3 separate regions of the Mus musculus genome follow, and regions 1 and 3 are each linked to region 2. The links are chromatin contacts, called in public HiChIP or PLAC-seq maps. All regions are on one chromosome and are shown on one strand. The core of a region is the stretch at or near the end of the contact, and the rest is flanking DNA. Distances in the headings are between cores, read along the strand shown.

The links. HiChIP or PLAC-seq counts read pairs in DNA pulled down with a chosen protein or histone mark.
Region 1: a contact with region 2 is called in an H3K27ac HiChIP or PLAC-seq map of extraembryonic endoderm stem cells. The contact joins two enhancer-like sites. A contact is called at or near these places in 11 of 39 promoter capture datasets (the C10 cell line, the HPC-7 cell line, embryonic stem cells and 6 more), 3 of 484 Hi-C or Micro-C datasets (B cells, the Ba/F3 cell line and the C10 cell line), 18 of 115 datasets of contacts at active chromatin or transcription factors (T-cell acute lymphoblastic leukemia, astrocytes, differentiating embryonic stem cells and 15 more) and 2 of 9 other capture datasets (liver and pancreatic islet).
Region 3: an H3K27ac HiChIP or PLAC-seq map of extraembryonic endoderm stem cells shows a contact between it and region 2. The contact joins the promoter of Slc35e3 here to the enhancer-like site in region 2. A contact is called at or near these places in 6 of 39 promoter capture datasets (the C10 cell line, cranial neural crest, liver and 1 more), 1 of 15 datasets of contacts at CTCF or cohesin (large pre-B cells), 4 of 484 Hi-C or Micro-C datasets (3T3-L1-derived adipocytes, the N1E-115 cell line, Th1 cells and 1 more), 3 of 115 datasets of contacts at active chromatin or transcription factors (bone marrow-derived dendritic cells, extraembryonic endoderm stem cells and trophoblast stem cells) and 1 of 9 other capture datasets (macrophages).

The regions. Positions count from the first base shown.
Region 1 is chr10:117,715,507-117,719,060 of GRCm38.p6, forward strand. No RefSeq gene overlaps it. Among named protein-coding and RNA genes, the nearest start is that of Mdm2, 6.5 kb to the left of the region's middle. Within about 2 kb of position 2,290, at least 176 of the 459 cell types and tissues checked have an H3K27ac peak or open chromatin away from gene starts, as enhancers often do. A contact at or near this core is called in the HPC-7 cell line, differentiating embryonic stem cells, epiblast stem cells and 2 more, where this site is marked.
Region 2 is chr10:117,450,679-117,453,969 of GRCm38.p6, forward strand. No RefSeq gene overlaps it. Among named protein-coding and RNA genes, the nearest start is that of Gm51783, 4.2 kb to the right of the region's middle. Within about 2 kb of position 1,718, at least 63 of the 459 cell types and tissues checked have an H3K27ac peak or open chromatin away from gene starts, as enhancers often do. A contact at or near this core is called in the HPC-7 cell line, Th1 cells, differentiating embryonic stem cells and 3 more, where this site is marked.
Region 3 is chr10:117,744,778-117,748,378 of GRCm38.p6, forward strand. It overlaps Slc35e3 (solute carrier family 35, member E3), which reads right to left and starts at 1,581. Exons shown (of 5, transcript NM_029875.2): 1 at 1,008-1,581; 2 at 108-218. The coding sequence starts at 1,409.

The DNA of each region.
Region 1 (3,554 bases), core at 1,040-3,539, 270 kb after region 2:
AAACTCAGAAATCCACCTGCCTCTGCCTCCCGAGTGCTGGGATTAAAGGCGTGCACCACCACTGCCCAGCTAGTTCCCTATTTTAAAAAGCCTGTGTGCCTTTGTCTGGGGTCGCCTTTTTGATGCATGGTTGACCCCTGCATGCTGGGTAATTTCTGCAGAATAAATGCTCTTTGCCTTTGCATACTATTTGAGTCTGAGGTCTTCCTTCAGTAATTCTTGGACCCTAACAACAGTAGCAAAATCATAGTTACAAAGTAGTAGCAAAGGGCTGTAGAGACGGTTGGGTGGTTAAGAGCACTGACTGCTCTCCAAAGGCCCTGAGTTCAGTTCCCAGCAACCACATGGTGGCTCACAACCATCTGTAATGAGATCTGATGCCCTCTTCTGGTGTGTCTGAAGACAGCTACAGTGTACTCATGTACATAAAATAAATAAATAAATCAAATAAGTACATAAAGTAGCAGCAAAAGTAATTTTATGGTTGGGGATCACCATTTGAGGAACTGTATTAAAGCATCACAGCATTAGGAAGGTTGAGCCCCACTGCTGTAACTGGAGACCAAGCACTCCAACAGATGAGCCTATGGGGCCATTCTCACTCAACCCTCCACAGGGAGGAACAGGAAGGACAGAAGGCATCTTTGAAGAAACAATGTCTATAATCCTTATATGCCCCATAAATCTAAGATTAATCACATCTCATGGGAAAGCAGCCGAAGCCCGGTGAGTGTGGGCAGCATCCTCCTTCCTGATGGCAGAAAAGCTGCTGGAGTCTCCCCCAGGTCAAGCAGGCCCTGGAAAAGAAGGTGGTTAGCCAGTGAAAATCGTGATTTTTCTTCTGGTCTTGGCTGTATCCGCTTGTAGTCTAAGCCACTCGGGAGGCAGAGTGTTTTCTTGTGGCATTTTTCTTCTCCATGAATAACTTGTTCACCCAGTCACCATCTTGGAATAGGTTGCTGTGGCCTGGTAGCCATGGCAACTAATTGAACAGAACAATACAGAAGTTCGCAAGGTCTATAATGATGCCAGCAGATCTATATGTACTCCTTAGTAGAGGATGGGAGGATCTTAAGATCCTCATGTGGGGTTCTAGCCATTACCCCGTCGTTCTCTCTCCTCAGCAGCACGCGATTTAGGGAGGGGCTAGAATATACAGTATATGTCTTAGTTAAGGATTCTATTGCCGTGATGAAGCACCATGACCATAAAGCAAGTTGGGGAGGAAAGGGTTTACTTGGCTCACACTGCCAGAGTTCATCATTAGAAGTCAGGAGCTCAAGCAGGGCAGGAACCTGGAGGCAGGAGCTGATGCAGAGGCCATGGAGGGGCGCTGCTTACTGGCTCGCTCCCCATGGCTTGATCAGGCTGCTTTCTTATAGAACCCAGAACACCAACCAGCCCAGGGATGGCACCATCCACAAGGGCTGTACAGTAAGGATGCTGTGGTGTTTTTGTTTTTGTTTTTGTTTTAGAAGGGAGGGGCACTCATTCTCCTACAAGTAATCCCTCACCCAAGTTCTATAAGTAAACTTAATAAACTCAATTTGTGCCAAGTTGGATTTGATGGTGTTAAATATCAAGGGGTATAAAGCAGCGGTTCGCTGGCCTGGAAGCTGGCACGTGGCACGTCTTTCTTCTCAACGAGGTTTTACCAGAAGGACCTCAAGGTCACGACTGCGTCTCTAGCAGAAGGAAGGGAACCCATGAGACAGAAGCAATACAGTATTTTGGAGATCTAAACACGAAAGAGAGAGGGAGGGAGGGGGAGAGAGAGAGAGAGAGAGAGAGAGAGAGAGAGAGAGAGAGAAAGGGAGAGAGAGAAAAAGCCTGGGGGGAAGATCAGAGGAGCCTCCTCAGAGAACCTCCATTAAAAAAAAAGAAAGAAAGAAAGAAGAAGATGTATTTATTTATTTTATGTACATGAGCACACTGTTGCTCTCATCAGACACGCCAGAGAGGGCATCCGATCCCATTACAGATGGTTGTGAGCCACCATGTGGTTGTTGGGACTTGAACTCAGGACCTCTGGAAGAGCAGTCAGTGCTCCTAACCACTGAGTGGTCTCTCCAGCCCTTCAGAGAACCTCCTGTCCCATTCTTTTAATGTGTATTCTTTTAACATGGAGCACCATAACTGTAGTTAGGCTGTACAACAACAGACCAGCCATGCCAGCCTAGTCACTGACCATAACAAAACTTCTGTTTTTTACCCTAGAGAACCCTGCTTGGACATGTTTGTACATGTTTCCTCCTGAGGGTGTTAGTCCCTCGGGGAGGCAGAGGTCACTGCCTGGACTTGCTGAGTCACCCTGTCAGCCTAGAAGGACGCAGGCACAGTCCATTCCCCCCCCTCCCCCGCACATCCCAGGAATGTGAAGAGTTCCTTTTTTCTCTCCAGACCTCCACTCAGACAAAACTCTGATTTGTGGGTTTACCACAGAAAAGAATTCCAGGCTCGAGCTGGGCATTATGGCACACAGACACTTTTATTATAGATATTTTTAATATCTGAAGCAAGGGTTAATTTAATTAGAGAGTGAGGCTCTTGCACCCGGCTCTGCTCAAACCTGTTCACTTGCCTATATAGCTGTTCTGTCCCATGTTTCCTTCAAATACTTAGCAACTGCCGCTTCCATTATTGCCAGAGGAGGGAATGAAAGCAGTTACAATTACAGGCTGAGAAAGCCACATAGAATTGTTTTCTCTCCGAAAGGGCTAATTCACGTTTTGCCACCTGCTATGTCACCCAGATCTAAATGTTCTGACCTTCAGATGCCAAGTCTTTCTTCCTTTCTAAACCGGCGTCCCTTCTCCTCCCTGGATTTCTAACTGCTCTCTGTGATGATTAAAACCAGCAGAGCCTCGCCAACCTGCCAACCTCGCAGATAAATCTGAGAGTGAGTTTAACTCCCTATGAGCAGCGTTCCTGGTTACACATGTCATGTGTTTCTTTCTCTCAGTCCTCTCCTGTTTAAGAGAATTTACTAAGCTACAGAGCAGTGTCAAATACTAAGCCAAATCTGCACGAGTTCATGGTTTTACTCTGGGCACCTGCCTGGGGCCTCATGGACCAAACCAGAAGAGAATTCCGTGATGTCTATCTCGGCGTTTCCCTTGCCAGTCTCAGGGACTCTGGAACCAGCTAACCGGGCGACTGGCCAGGCTGCAGAGACTCTGGAACCAGCTAACTGGGCGACTGGCCAGGCTGCAGAGACTCTGGAACCAGCTAACTGGGCGACTGGCCAGGCTGTGGCCAATACTTTTGCTGTCTGGGTTCCATTCTGGTTCCCTCCAAATGTTGTTTATTGGTGTGTGTGTGTGTGTTTGTGTGTGTTTGTGCATGTGTGTGTGCATGTGCGTGTTTGTGCGTGTGTGTGTGTGTGTGTTTGTGTGTGTTTGTGCATGTGTGTGTGCATGTGCGTGTTTGTGTGTGCGTGTTTGTGTGTGTGTGTTTGTGTGTGTGTTTGTGTGTGTTTGTTTGTGTGTGTTTGTGTGTGTGTTTGTGTGTTTGTGTGTGTGTGTGTGTGTCATGGTGGGTATGACTACAATCCA
Region 2 (3,291 bases), core at 468-2,967:
TGAGGCACTCCTTTCCCCCACACCTACATAGAACATATCTCTCCTCTCTTTATCTTTTTATAGTCACAACAATCCTGGGATAGGATTGCCAGAAAGGGAGACAAAACCTGCCCAGGCCTGCCACAAGGGCCCTACTCATAGAATGTAAGGAGTGCAGGGGAGAGCTGCTGAGGTCGGTCTTCTACAGACAGGAGGTCTGGGCTCCTTGGGAGTCAGTTCTCAGCCAGGTCTTCCTGACTCAGTTTGTGAGTAGGGATCCCTTGTTCAGCATCCATAGTGTTAGACCTAGTGGGGAAACCCCTACCCAATTCCCAATTCGGCGTGCACCCAAAAAAATCACAAAGGACCACCATCTTGATGTAAATACATGAGGACGTTTAATTACGGAGCTCCGGACTGACATGTATCTCACACAGGAGATAACGGATGTCGGCCACGAGGCTCGAAAGCTAGGGGTTTTTATGGGGTAAGGGGCTTAGGGGTGTGGAATTCAGCATAGTGACACACTATTAGCTTATTTAAACATTAACAGAAAGATTACATGTTAGCAAAAGGGCATCAGGACTTTGTTCCTGTGGGCTGGGGGCTTATCTTGTTCACATAGCAACCAGTTGATGTATGACTTTACCCAGTGTCAAGGGGCAGTAGACAGAGGGGAGGTTCGGGCCAGGTGGTGTTGACCCAGACAAGATAGCCCTGCTTGTACAATCAAGCTGTTCTTAGGAATGTCTTAACAGCCCTGTCTGTTCTGCTTTGTTCTCGGCCCCAGGCCGCGGGCTCATAGACAACTCTTTTACATGAATCACAAGTTACAAAATCTCATTTTCTTTCAATAGGAAATGGCAAGCTACAGTAAAAGTAGTGTAGCTTCACTCCGACCTCCTACAACCTTCGAAAGTTATGCAATTATGGCTCAGTTGGTAAAATGGCTGCCATGGATGTAGCAAGCACATAAAAAGCTATGCCTGGCCGGGCGTGGTGATGCACACCTTTAATCCCAGCACTCAGGAGAAAGAGGCAAGCTGATTTCTGAGTTTGAGGCCAGCCTGGTCTACAAAGTGAGTTCCAGGACAGCCAGGGCTATAAAGAGAAACCCTGTTTCAAACAAACAAAACAACAACAACAAAAAAGCTATGCCTGGCACCGCAGTGCCTTGGTGGTAGACAGGAAGGGTCATGACCTTCCTGGCCTGCCGATTTTGCCAAATCAGTATCCTCCAGGTTCTGTGAGAGACCTTGTCTTAAAAAAAATTAAGTGAGTACCAGGCATGGTGATGGGTGGTACACACCTTCAATCTTAGCACATAGACAGAGGCAGGCAGATCTCTGTGAGTTTGGAGTCAGCCTATTCTATGTAGTGAGTTCCAGGACAGCCAGGGCCTCATGGTGAGCCCTTGTCTCAGAAAGAAGAATTGTGGAGAAGAGGCCTATGTGGACCTCTGGCCTACACACACCCACCCACACATACACACACACACACACACACACACACACACACACACACACACAGACACCACAGAGATTTTTTTATTGGTAAAAAAAGATTCTACTAGAATCAAGTGTCTAAATAATAGGATTTAACCAAGGGGATCAAAAGGGATTAGAGTGAAACACCAAACCCACGAAGACAAAGAAAATCGAAACCAGAAACCACTCTCTCCCCACTTCCTGCTGGCTCATTTCCAGGTGCCTTTCTGTCTGGTCCCATTGTCTTACTTACTTGATAATCTCCCTGGGCCAGGAGGGTGTTGATTTAGAGCACCTCCTACTCCGACTGATAACAGCCTCCAGGCCTTCCATGCTCTGTGGGGTCTTCTTCAGCCTCCTAATGGCCCACCCGCTGTGCTTTCTGTTACAAATGTGAAAACCTTCATCCCCGCTAACCTACCAAGTGGTAAGGTGTTATTTATTGAACAGATACCAGGAGCACATGAAGGGCCGGGGGCACAGCTCTAAATGGTTGGGGAACCTCAGAGAGCCAAACAGATAAGAAACCTGCTCTTAGCTGCTTGTATCTTCCTGAGGTGGGAGAGGGTGCCCAGAGAATACTCAGAAACACAACAAGCAAGTGTAAGGTGTACTTGGCAGGTGGGCTATGGGAAAGGTCACAGTACAGGGATGGAGGAGGGCACCTGATTCTCCCCTGTTATCAGTGGGAGGCTGCAGTGGAGCAAAACACCCCCAGTCCAGATCTGCCCAGCTTCTGCCCTAATTTCCAGTTTGATCTATCTGGGACCCTTTCCTTGATCTCCACTGAAAACAGGAACGATGTTAAGTGCAGCTAGGCACGCATATCCTAAAGCCGGACTATTTGAAACAGATTTCCAGCTCAGCAAAATGCTCCCCTTGGACCAGTAAGCTGCTCTCTGCTAATAAAATTTACCTGTGTCACAGGTTATGGAGAGGGTGATGTCACCCACGGAGAGAGTGATGTCACCCATGGAGAGGGTGATGTCACCTATGGAGAGGGTGAAGTATGTTTAGCATAAGATGAGCAGAGCTGAGCGTGGCACAGCGGGGCAGATGTCACATTAAAGACAGAATGCCCGAACTGTGGGGTGGAGGACAGCGTCTGCTCAGAAAACGATGGCAGGGTGAGGTTGTGCGACCCATTTCTACCCTTCAACAGCTGTACAGCCTGCTGTGTGGGCCCCCCTGCTCAAAGCCCGAGGCTATGCCAACATGAACACAAGCATGCCTCTTCTTGTATCCATTGGTGTGTTTCCGAAAACCGCTCTTGGTTTTCTGTAGTGAGGAGGGTGGGGGGTTGTTTGTTTAAAACTTTATAAACAGAAGAATTTTTTAAAAATCTTATAGTCACTGTAATTTACATGGTACAGGGCTGGCACTGACAGGTCCCTTCAATGACAAGTCCGTTCAATGACAGAGAGTTTGTCTGAAGCCCAGGCTTGGGTCTCCAGAATCTCTGCACCAAACCAATTGTGCAGTACATTGATCACTACTGATGGAGAAATAGGAGTTACCTTTCTGTTTTCAAGATCTATCTATCTATCCGTCTATCTATCTATCTATCTATCTATCTATCTATCTATCTATCCATGAGATCTTAGAGTTGAACAACAGGAAACTATACCAGTGTTCCAAACCACCTGGCAACTGTCAGATGTTGCCAGTCACAAAATCCACTTCCAATAAGATGCCAGACCTGTCAGCAGCCTTGGTTTGGGAGGTTCTTAGGGACACTTGCTACTGGCAATATGCTGGCAAGCCTACCATGTTCACAGCTTGTGTGAAAAATATCACCCAGGCACTTCATGTCCTGTTGCCCGAC
Region 3 (3,601 bases), core at 331-2,830, 290 kb after region 2:
CTCATGTCTGTTGTCTCTATACTTGTAGTCTCTAAACCTTGGGTTACAGCTTCAAAATTTACAAAGTCTACTAAAAAGGCACAAAAAGAAAAAAAAAAGTTACCAACCACTTGATAAAGGGACGTGACTACCACACCAAGGGCGGCAAACACCATTCCAAGCGAATGAAACTTCACATCGTAATAAGAATTTAGGATTACACCTACAGTAATAGGAATCTGCAAAGACAAAGAGGCAAATGCTGTGAGATTAAATTCAAGAATGATGTCTTACAACACTAAGGAAACATAACAGTGGGGCTGGGGTGGGGGAGCACTGTAAGTTTTCTTTGGGGAAAACTGCCAATCCTTCTCTACAGAGATTCACATACAACTCTACATCTGGAAGAAAATATGAATCCGTGCGTTGTGCTTTGTAAGGAAACAGGACACACATTTACAGGGAATAAAATAATCCCCCAAACCAGTACTTAACACATAAGCATAAACAAGGAAGGAGGAAAGCATTATGACTGGAAAAACGAAAAAACCACTAAGTGCTAATGTTATTTTAACGAATCTCCTTTTATGTAAACACAAGGCACCCCAGCAGTGTGCCACTGAAGGTGTATTCCGAGGTATTTTATGCTAAACCATTTCATGTTTATCACTTCTGGTTCGATTTCCTGGGGATATTCTTTTCTTTCCAGGTTGAGCTTTCGCAGATATCCTGACACACTGAACTGTTCCATTAAGGCAGCTCTCTCCCTCATCAATCCCAGCAGTTAAAGATTTCTATCAGGAACACACCCATTTACTAAATAGCAGCGGAGTGTCGAGATGGCCTTTTCCACCCCTCCCCAAACAAGCTTCTTATAAGGGCCTGGCTCGTGTGTGGAGTAAAGATTATGGGAATGGGCTTCCGTCGTGCCAGGCTATAAGCAAGGTGTATTCAGTTTTCCCGGGGAGAAAGGCAGCCAGGTAGCTGGGCAGGGACAGGCTCGCGCAGCGGCAGCGGCAGCTACTCACCAGCGTGAGCTGTATTCTGACGGAGAATCTCTTCTGGTACCAGAAGGTTTGGATGGCTATGATCACCGGCGTGGTCATGGCCTTGGCCAGCTGATAGGTGCCTATGGTGTTGTTCTGCAGAGAAAGGTTGGTGAAGACCACAAAGCCACAGAAGCTGAGGGCCAGGAGGAGGAGCTTGGAGAGCGGCAGACTTTTGGGGGCAAAGATGTTCAGTTTCTGGCAGATGTACAAGCCCAGCCAGGTGACCACGAAGTGCACCAGGGTCAGGCTCATGTTGGGGAAGCCGTGGTGTACATAGATCCATTTGTTGAGGAACACGATGCAGATGGACACCAGCAGGTTGAACAGGAGCCCGGCGGCGATGCGCCCGTTGCCCCGGACCCGGTCCGCCAGCGATGCCATGATGCCCGCCGGCTGCGGAGCAGCGTCCTCGGCCGAGCCCGGGCTGTCCAGCCTCCCCGCGGGGCGCTCGGACGCTCTCCCGCTGTCCCGGCTCTCCGCCGCCGCGCGCCCGCAGCCGCCCGCTCCACGGTCCGGCCGGAGACAGGCATGCGCCAGCCGGGTCCCGGTCGCTGCGCCGCGAGGTAATAGGCCGCCGCCCTCCGAGCGGGTCCGCCACGGCTCCTCCCAGCCCCGCCCCCGCGCAGCCACGTGATTCCGCCGCGCAGGCGCGCTCGGCGCTCCGCTGGGTTGCTTAACTCGGCTGGAGGGAAGCCCTTGGCTCCCAGGGAAGATTAGTTTCTGTGGCCGATTCCCCGACTTACTGGGAGGCGCAGATTCCCCGCCAGTTTTACTCTCCACGTTGCTGAGCTGTTTTAATCCTCTGAAGGGGGGCAGAGCATTACTTACTGAAAGCATATTTTAAAATATCTTTAAAAGTCTAAACAGGCCGGGCGGTGGTGGCGCACGCCTTTAATTCCAGCACTCAGGAGGCAGAGGCAGGCGGATTTCTGAGTTCGAGGCCAGCCTGGTCTACAGAGTGAGTTCCAGGACAGCCAGGGCTATACAGAGAAACCCTGTCTCGAAAAACCAAAAATAACCGTCTAAACAGGTAAGAGTGGATGGACAACTAACTGTCGTCTACTGTAGATTTAAACATATTTTGGCGTATTTGCCTCGAAAAACTTTAAACCACAGAATTTTTTACCCACGAAGTTTTTTTTTTTTTTTAGTAAAACCTAAGAAGCAAGTACATTTACCTGTATGCCCAAGATATTAATTGCACTTCTAAGAGGCATATTATAGTAGCAAGCATGCAGTCCAGTTTCAAAGTTACAGAGCTGGAGAGGAAGTGAAAAATTATATATTTTTGGTTTTGTTTTTCGAGGCCGAGAACTCATTCAGGCTAGACTCGATCTCAATATTCACTTTTATTCACACTGTTACAATATGAGAGTGGTATTTCTCATCTGCAAACGTCAAATACCAACTCAAAGTCTGTCCACACTGATTGAAAACGTGGACCCCCCACTTTTACAATGTTACAGGGATTAAATAGAGCAGACTTGGAAGTCTCTACAGAGCTAAGGATGACACAGAACGGATCTCCCTGCTTCCACCCATTGAAGTGTCACATGCCTTGCAACTAATGTGTAGTTTTAAGTTTTGGACACTATTTCATAGGTTTTTATGATCTGTTTGCTTATGTCTCTGCCCGTTTTCTCCAGGATACCGTTTTTTTCTAATTGGCACTGAAAAGAAGGTCTTTGCATCAGAGGCACAAGAGACTCTTTGATGAATTTTCCACAGTTAATTACGTGTGTGTGTGTGTGTGTGTGTGTGTGTGTGTGTGTGTGTGTGTGTGTGTGTGTATGGGTGCCTGTGTGACGGTCAGAGGATAACTCGGAGTCAGTTCTCTCCGTCCACCAGATGGACTGAATTCATGCTGTAGGGTTTGGGAAGCAAGCACCTTTACCAGATGCCGTCATATCAGCTACGTTCCTCTTTCGTACCGCATTTTTTTTAGAGAATTGCCCGTTTACTTAGATGTCTTGTCTTAGTTGGGGAGGAAAGGGTTTGTTTGGCTTACACGTAGCTGTTTATCACCAAAGGGAGTTAGGACTGGAACTCATTCATACAGGGCAGAAACCTGGAGGCAGGAGCTGATGGAGGCCAGGGAGGGGTGCAGCTTAGGGCTTGCTCCGCCTCACCCCCCACCCATCATCTCAGGGATGGCTCCACCCACAATGGGCTGGCCCCTCCCCCAAATCACTAATTAAAGGAAATGACTTACAGCTGGATCCTGTGGAGACATGTTTTCAGTTGAGGCTCCCCCTTTCAGATTACTTTAGTTTGTGTTGCCATAAGACCAGCACACGTTCAACTATTCGTCCATTTCATCTATAGTTACTTGAATTTATTATAAACATTAGCTTTTCCATTTTCTCTCTGCTGCTTGTTGTGCTGGTTGTTTTGTTTTGTTTTGTTTTGTTTTGTTTTTTTGTCAACTTGACACAAGCTAGAGTCAATTTGGGAAGAGAGACGCTCAATTAAGAAACTGCTGCCAGCAAGTCAGCCAGAAGATGAGCCCGTGGGACATTTTTTTCAAATGTTACTCCATGTGGGAGGCTCAGCTTACTGGAAAGTGCCATCTT